Regions from separate parts of the Mus musculus genome. Here region 1 is linked to region 2. A link is a contact called in public Hi-C data. All regions are on one chromosome and are shown on one strand. The core of a region is the stretch at or near the end of the contact, and the rest is flanking DNA. Distances in the headings are between cores, read along the strand shown. Region 1 has its middle 63 kb from the start of Gm24160. Region 2 overlaps Acsl3 (acyl-CoA synthetase long-chain family member 3).

Evidence for each region. Hi-C and Micro-C count contacts between places; a contact is called where the count stands out from the background.
Region 1: a contact with region 2 is called in a Hi-C map of bone marrow-derived macrophages, with 8 read pairs. The contact joins two enhancer-like sites. A contact is called at or near these places in 1 of 484 Hi-C or Micro-C datasets (bone marrow-derived macrophages), 2 of 115 datasets of contacts at active chromatin or transcription factors (embryonic forebrain and embryonic stem cells) and 1 of 9 other capture datasets (embryonic stem cells).

What each region holds. Positions count from the first base shown.
Region 1 is chr1:79,574,973-79,579,403 of GRCm38.p6, reverse strand. No RefSeq gene overlaps it. Among named protein-coding and RNA genes, the nearest start is that of Gm24160, 63 kb to the right of the region's middle. Within about 2 kb of position 1,808, at least 14 of the 459 cell types and tissues checked have an H3K27ac peak or open chromatin away from gene starts, as enhancers often do. A contact at or near this core is called in bone marrow-derived macrophages, where this site is marked.
Region 2 is chr1:78,695,106-78,699,275 of GRCm38.p6, reverse strand. Acsl3 (acyl-CoA synthetase long-chain family member 3) reads right to left here. Exons shown (of 15, transcript NM_001033606.2): 7 at 3,072-3,195; 8 at 2,776-2,847; 9 at 2,247-2,386; 10 at 108-280. Among named protein-coding and RNA genes, the nearest start is that of Gm51635, 16 kb to the right of the region's middle. Within about 2 kb of position 2,790, at least 3 of the 459 cell types and tissues checked have an H3K27ac peak or open chromatin away from gene starts, as enhancers often do. A contact at or near this core is called in bone marrow-derived macrophages, where this site is marked.

The DNA.
Region 1 (4,431 bases), core at 559-3,058, 880 kb before region 2:
TTTTTAAAAAAAGTCATCTCCCTGCTTTGTTCTAAGTAAGTTTTATATGAGCTTTGTCTGTCTCAAAAGGAATACCAAATCATGGAGGCATAGACTTTTTAATTTAAAGCCCAGCTTTGGGATTTTCTAGGTATGCAACCATGGGGAGTTTGTTTAATCTCTCTCTTCTCTAAATGTTCACTGGTAAAACCATGGCAGTAAAAAAAAAAAAAAAAAAAAAAAAAGCTCCTGTCTCATTCTCCGTGGGGCATCCCTAGCACAGAGACTGCCCTCAGTCAGCAGGGCCGGCTGTCATGCTGTTAACAACAGGGTCTGCTGAGAGTCTGTCTGTTGAGTATCTAGTGCACGGGATTGTATTTATTCCAGGATCAGTTATGTTGTTTTAGAAGAGGTTTTGGACTGCACATGGAAAAGGCCTCTTGCTGGGGGCTGATGGAGCAGGGTGTCATCCTTGGAAATTGGCAGGGAAGAGACGCAGCTGTAGAGAGAGATGGAGGACTAGGGAACGGAATGTAATAACCATAGAAGCCAGAGTTTATCTTGAATTTATTTTGTACTGTATACCCAGACTCATTTTCTATTTTTCCTATCAAAATTATTGATGCATTTCACAGAAAGTTATATGAAGAAACATTCCTTAGGGTCACTCCTTATACCAATCTTCCTCATACCACAGAGCTGCCCGAGGTCATCCTCCAAGTGGATGCTCTTTATCTTCTATTTACATGCCTTTATTGGTACCCACAGGTCCTCAGCGCTCCATAGGAATGGCATTCTCTTGGAGGAGCCTTGTCGACTCTACAGAAAGTTCCAGATGTGCCCACCCCATGTGTCCATCATCTTGCTTAGTCTTCTCCTGATGCATTATGATTTAGCATTAATGATTATTTTATTAATCTGTTTTCCCAGTCAGATGGCAAGTTTGGATGGAACCAGGCTCTGCTTGTTTCCTCTCACTGTTGATAGTAAGCCTTCCCTGTGGGCAGTGAGCAAGAAACACTTGACTAAGTGGATGTCAGTACATCAGCAGAACAAAACTCCTAAACCTAACCTCAACCCTTCTCCAGAAGTGGAGAATCCAGGCATTCGATCTGACTTGAAAGCATGCCTTTATTATGCAAGCTTTTCACTTCCTTCCCTTCTGAAATTAACTTGAGGTATTGATGCTAGACAAAATTTGTCTTCAGCTCGAAAGGAAAAGAGAAGCCAAACCCGGCCTGGCCACGTATGCCTGTAGCTCTAGCTTTAGTGGCTGAAGCGGAAATATCATGAATTGGAGATCAGCCTGGGCCTGAACCGAGTTAGAATCAGATATTTTTTTTTAAAGTTACTTTTACAAAAAAGGGACATTGATGTTTAAACTGTGGGGAATTGTTAAGTTAAAGGTAAATCCAAGGACATATATATATTATATGCATATATATGTATATGCATATATACATTGTTTAAATTTTTATCATATTGAGTATCTAGGAAAAACATAACCTTTTATTTTTTTCAGCTGAACAGATGTAGTCTCTTGGTCCCGTATGACTCCTGTAGAGAAAACCCTGCTCAAAGGAAAACTTTATTCTCCTCAAAAATTTAAATTACAGTTCAAAGAATTTCTGCTGATACTATCAAACGTACAAAAAAAAAAAAAAAAGCCAGTGTAATTGGTATTATTTCTTAAGATTTTGGCTTAACAACTACACAAAAATTCAAAACCACACCGAGAAGCAGTATTTTCATGACCACTTGGTGAGATAGCTCACTCAGCACCTTCTCATTTTCATAAAAATAAAAATGACTTCACTTCAGCGTGATCCACATTCATCGTTGACAAATCTTGATTATTTCTGGCCACTTTCCCCCCAGCCAGGGCCTATTAGGAAACTAGCTGGGAGCCTGATGCAATTCAGAGACAAACTAAAGCCAAGCTGATGATAAAATCTCCAGAGATGGCAAAGGAGAAAAATGACTGAAAGGAGATACTGTTTTACCCATTGAATTGATGGCTTTTGAGAGGCAAGAATGTTTCTAAGGGGAGAGAGGTCAGAGCTTGGGATAGGAGCCTTGCATGTTCACAAAGGACACCATGACAGGTTTGAGATCTCAGACAAATCATAAGACATTTCTCAAGCTTGTTTGTGAAGAAAGCTATTTCAGACACAACATAATGCCAAATCTCTTGTTTGAAATTTGAGGTTCTTTTTCTTGCTTTTGATAAATTAGTATTTCAGGCAGGAATACGATTTTTTTTCACAAGGGAATATGAAAGGTATATTTACCATTTGGGATTAGATGTCAGAGCAACAACTGAAATTACATTATTGATGAAGCTACTAGAAGATCACTATGAATTGGAGCACCAAAGAAATGTTTACATAAAAAAAATTCTCCCTTCTGGGGAAACAACGTAGATGTCGGAGATTGATGGAAGGAGGGAACTGGGTTGGGAAAGGCATGGGGAGGGGAGAGGCAGGGAAATCATATGTAGGGAGATCAGGGGAGAGAAGGTGGTGGTAGGGCAATCTCTAGGACTTGCCAGAGACCTGGGATGGGGAGAGGTCCCAGAAAGTCTTTGGGACCACTCTAGCTGAGACTTCTAGCAGTGGGGAATATGGATCCTGAAGTGGCCACTGCCTATAGCCAGGCAGGACTCCCAGTGAATACATAAGGACAGCAACCCAGCCACAAACCCCAAAATGTGTCCTGCCTACAAGATGTGCAGGGACAAAGATAGAGCAGAAACTGAGGTGGTGGTTAACCGGTGACTGCCCCAAATTGAGACCCATCCAACGGGTAAGAACTATTAATGATACTATGTTTGCAAATAGGAACCTAGTATAATTGTCTTCTGAGAGCCTCCACCCAGCAGCCAATGGAAAGAGATTTGGATCAACTAACCTGGATCTGTGGGTGCTCCTAGAGACCGAATCACTAACCAAAGAGCCAGCAGAAGCTGAATCTAGGCCCCTTGCATATATGTAGCAGATGAACAGCTTAGTCTTTATGAGGGTCCCCCAACAATTGGAGCAGGGGCTGTCCCTGAGCCTGTTGCTTGTCTGTCTGCTTGTTGATCCAAGGCCCCTAAATGAACTGCCTTGGTTGGCCTCAGTAGGATGTACCTAGTCCCTCAGTGGCTTGATGTGTGTTTGTATGGAGTAGGGGGGGGGAGGTGTCAGTAGGGGGGGTTAACACCCAGAGTGGGGCTTCCCCTTCTCAAAAGAAAAGGGGAAGGTGGAATGGGGGATGACTTGTGTGAAGAGGTACTGGGGGGAAAGGAAGGGTTGTAAAGTGAGTAAATAAATAAATTAAAAAAATTCTCCCTTTTGAATCAGTGTTCAGCTTATGAAATCTGAATCATATGACGGAAAGGGAGTGGGAGAGAATAATAATAATAAAGATGAACATGAAACAGGACCTTTACAACAGGGAAGTCTAATCATCCCTCCATCTTCTTTTGTTCTGTAATCTCTTTTATCATTCGTCTTAGACAAATGTCTAAGACAAATGTAAATGCCAATTTACACAGCAATTCAGGAACTGGACTCATTCATCAGCAAGTCATATCTGCTCTGATTGTACTTTGGTTAATTTTGCTAAAAGTTTTCCTAGAAAATTTTCAATTTGTATCTTGTTTTTAGAATGTTTTTGTATAGAGCTCTCATTTTTTAAAAATCATGTTATCTTATTGATTATCCCCCTATTGTTAATTCTGTATATTTGTTTTCTCTGTTGTTCCCCCCACTGATTAAGTCAGTGGTTTTTTTTTTTTTTTTGTTACGTTAATACTTAATAAAACTCAACCTTTTGTCTTCGTGGTTAGATCACAGTTCTTTTGTTGTCTACCTTTCATATTTGAAGATTTATGTTCTTTTTTTTTATTGGCTCTGCTATTTCAGGTACATAGTTCCCTTTTTTTTTCTTAATGTTTGTCCAGGGTATGGCCATATCGCAGGCATGCAGTGGTCCTATCTGACCCTGGAAGCCATGCAGAGTCAAGTCTAGGTAGTACTTGGATGTGGGAAGTACTTTTCCCTCTTTATGGAGTCAGTCCATCAAAAGATGAATGGGTTTTTAAAAAAAATTAATAAACAAAACAGCAGCAAAAAACTATAGTCTGTGCACAAAATATTTGGACACACGGAGAACTGAATCATGTCATTTGTAGGAAAAAGGTTGGATTTGGAGGTTACTGTGTTAAGTGAAATTAGCTATACAAATTAAAAACGGTATCATGTATTTTCTTTTGTACCTGAAAACTAAAGTCTAAGGACATCTCCATCACCAAAGTACAACAGATGACCTGATCACAGAGGATGCCTTTGAGGAAAAGGGAAAGTGACTGGGTAGCTCGGGCAATAGATGGTATCTAGGGGAATGGATAGACCAAGATATGAGAGGTGCCTGTGTGAAACCCATTATCTATTACAGTTAATATCACTG
Region 2 (4,170 bases), core at 1,541-4,040:
TCAGGCACGCCTTCTCCAACTCCCCAGAGTCTCTGCCCACCACATGTCCTCACATTAATACTGGTCCACATGTGTGAGTGGCTGCCTGGGTCTCAGACGACACCTACCTTCTGTAATTGTTCCAGCCCCAGTAGATTCTGTGAGTCCATACCCCTGACCAACGGGACAGCAGAAACAGATATTCATGAATCGCTGCGTTGTTGCAGAAAGCGGAGCACCACCACACAGTAAAAGGCGAATATTTCCACCCAGCAGCCTTCGGACATTCCGGAAAACAAAGCTGAAAGTAGCAACAGAAAATTTAAGACTTTTAAAGCAGTGTGGTGGGTTGGACGAATGGGCCCCACAGGTTCACACACTTGAATATCTGGTTCCCAGGTGTCAGAAGGATTAGTAGGTATAGTCCTTTAGGAGGAGGGATGCCACAAGGAGCAGGCTCTGAGGTATCAAACAGCAGTGCCATTGCCATCCTCTGTGCTGCCTATGGATCAGGATCTAAGCTCCTGCAGGCCAGCCAGTGCTCCCCACCATGAAGGCCATGGACTAAACCCTCTGAAACTGCACACACGTCTCCAAGTAAACGCTTCCTTTATAAGCTGCCTTAGCTGTGGTGCCTCTCTACACCAATAGAAAAGTAATTAAACCAACAGAAGAGGATTTAATCTCTCAGTGTTGTTATATGCAGCCTTTGAGATTAAGGAATATAATCAATGTGATACAGCCAATTGAGATTCTCTTGGGCCACTACATCTGTCTTAAATGTGAGCAGTTCTAGCAAGCAAAGAAAATGTCACTCACTCTTAATTTTCAAGTGGTAGAATCATCATATACAATTGTTTACTGTGGGCAGTGGACCATGCCACAGCACAGAGCTGGTAATGCTGAGTGAGCCCAAACCCTGAGAACTCAGAACCGAGTAGGGTGGGAGTGGGGCCAGCTCCACCTGCTCTGGATCATGTAAATCAGTCACGTGGGGAAACGCCTGGAGTCCTTCCCTACGCTAACAGAGCTTCACTAGCATCTTACACTGAGCCAGCATCTACGCCCGGATCCCACCCTCCCCCTCAGTGTTTATAAAGTCCTATCCACACAGAATAAAGTGCACAGGTCATTTCAGCAAGAATCATCTGAGAGTGGCTGTTTTACTGAGCTGTAACACTCTGGGGAAGTTTTCTCGCCAAAGCATTCATCACTGGACCTTAGACAGGGCTGGCAGGCCAGGCTCACACCCCTGCTGTTCCTGCCACCGCTGCTGCCCATCAATGCCCGCTGCCGCCGCCTCTGCCACTGACATTGGTGCTGCCATGGTAGAGGGCGAGACCTGGGGCCTTGCCTGTGCGAACTTCCTTCTGAGAGCTGTAATACTTTGGTCAAACCAAAGACCCAGAGAACCCCTGGTTCTACAGAGGATGACAGTTTATACCCCTGTTTATGACCGGAGAATTCATTATCATAAAAATGTATTTATGACACACCACATCTTCACATAATTTGTAAAAGCTGACTACTTTTCTGCTTTTATTTATTCATTAGAAATTTATGCATATTTATGTATAACAATTTCTTTAAAGTCTAATATATAAGTATTAGGGTTTGTTACAGTTTTTAAAATTATAATGGTAAATTATGAGAGAAATTTTAAAGAGAAAACAAATGTCTATTTGATAAGTTTCTGAAAACACTAGTAAAAAGATTGCTTATAACTCAAAAGCAAGGAGTAAGGCTAGGAACACAGCTTAGTGGTAGTGCTTGCTTACCAGCTCAGCCTAGGTTTAATGCCCGGAACCATGGGAATTAAAAACTGGTAAGCCTTTTGAAAGGGAGTAAGACTCAATGGCAACCATTTTAGAAGCTGTATTGAGGCTGATGTGGCAGTGTGTGCCCCTTCAATCTGACACTTTGCCAACTAAGCTATCCAGACTCTTAATCCTAGCACTCAGAAGGCAGAGGCATGTGAACCTCTGAGTTCTAGCCAGGGAAACTGTCTTGAGAGAGAGAGAATGAGCGCATAAGGAAGTCACTGGTGTCCGACTATTGCTCTCCCTCCACCCATCCTTTTGCTCTAACAATGACACAACTTTCCAGCCTCCAGCTTTGAACTCTGGATCCTCCTCCCCTTACTTCAGAGATTACAAACCTGTGCCACCACACCCATCTTAAAGTAATTGTACTACTTATAAGTGCCTCACGTCCCTGGGCTGTTGATTTGAACTCTGTCATTGACACAGAGAACTGGCTTTACTTACCGGTCACACAGTGGAGTACTACACCCTTTTGAAATCTGTTCCATCTTATAATTATATGCCAAAATAAACAAGTTTCGTTGAAAAGCACTCATTTCATTCACTTTATTCATGACATTTTTGTAGATCCGATCCATGATTTCCTAGATGCATAAATGAGTTCATTAACTCTATGAGCAACCTTCATATTTAAATCACACCCATATGATTAATACTTCCAACTGTTGTCTATGTGATATAGGACAATGCATGCAGCCTGTGCCGTGGTGCATACATGGCGGCTAGAGGACAATTACATGGACTTGAGTGTCTCCTTCCACCTTTACGTGGATTCTTGGAACTAACTCAGTCCTCAGACTTGCACAGCAAGCACCTCATCCATTCAGTGACCTCACTGGCAAGATATGAATTCATTTTAAAGATATATTTTATCAGAACTAAAAATCTTAGGTAAAATCATAATTTGTTTGAAAGTGCTATTACCACCCCATGGCCTGTGGCTGACAGCACTTCCTGAATGGGCAGTTCTTACCGGAACAGCTGCCATCAGTGTTGGCTTCAGCACGGATGTGTCTCCTTTGCTTCCTTTTTTTATTTTTGAAGACTAAAGAACAGGAAAAAAATAATCTACATAAAGATCTTTAACTTAAAATCCTAATGGCATTCTTAGCTCAAAGGCATATGATATATTTACCCTTTCAGTATACTTATATTCTAGACATACAAGGCAAATGTTTATATTAAGATAATTGAAGATACAATGTAAACTGATAGAGAAAACATGTTAAAAATACATTTAGTATTTCGAGTTGCAGATATGTGATTTACCTGATCTGCTAATGTCTGTGGTGAAGAGTAGCCGATTCGGCATCCATGAGAAAGACACACAAGCTCAGCACTTAATTCTAGAACATGTGCCAGGGGCAAGTAGCCAATATACACATCTTCCTCTCTGAAAGGAAGGTGAGTAAAGCAAAGGTTAAAGTGGAAACGTCTAGTATCTTTAGAAATTTAGTTATGTCGAATGATGAATGCTTTGCCAGAGCACACAGGTGAGAGGATGTATGCATAGAGCAAACTGTGAAAGGATGTCTTCCTGAAGCAGACACAGGTGAGAAAATGTATGCATAGAGCAAACACGTGAAAGGATGTCTTCCTGAAGCAGACACAGGTGAGAGGATGTATGCATAGAGCAAACACGTGAAAGGATGTCTTCCTGAAGCAGACACAGGTGAGAGGATTTATGCATAGAGCAAACACGTGAAAGGATGTCTTCCTGAAGCAGACACAGGTGAGAGGATGTATGCATAGAGCAAACACGTGAAAGGATGTCTTCCTGAAGCAGACACAGGTGAGAGGATTTATGCATAGAGCAAACACGTGAAAGGATGTCTTCCTGAAGCAGACACAGGTGAGAGGATGTATGCATAGAGCAAACACGTGAAAGGATGTCTTCCTGAAGCAGACACAGGTGAGAGGGTGTACGCATAGAGCAAACTCGTGAAAGGATGTCTTCCTGAAGCAGACACAGGTGAGAGGATTTATGCATAGAGCAAACACGTGAAAGGATGTCTTCCTGAAGCAGACACAGGTGAGAGGATGTATGCATAGAGCAAACACGTGAAAGGATGTCTTCCTGAAGCAGACACAGGTGAGAGGATGTATGCATAGAGCAAACATGAAAGGACACTTGATGAAGGAATATAAATCTGACCCCACAGGCAGTGGGAGATGAGTTTTGGTTTGGTTTGCTCTGCCTCACTCTTCTTCCTAATGACACACACCTATTGGTTCACCTTAGATAGCAATGTTGAGCTCAACTGTGGTTAGGCTGCCTTTGAGAGAAACTCGCCTGAGAACTGCTTGTGAGGTTCCTGCGGCAGCTGGCCTCACCTCAGGCTGGCCGGTTGGTGAACCTTGCGGTTTC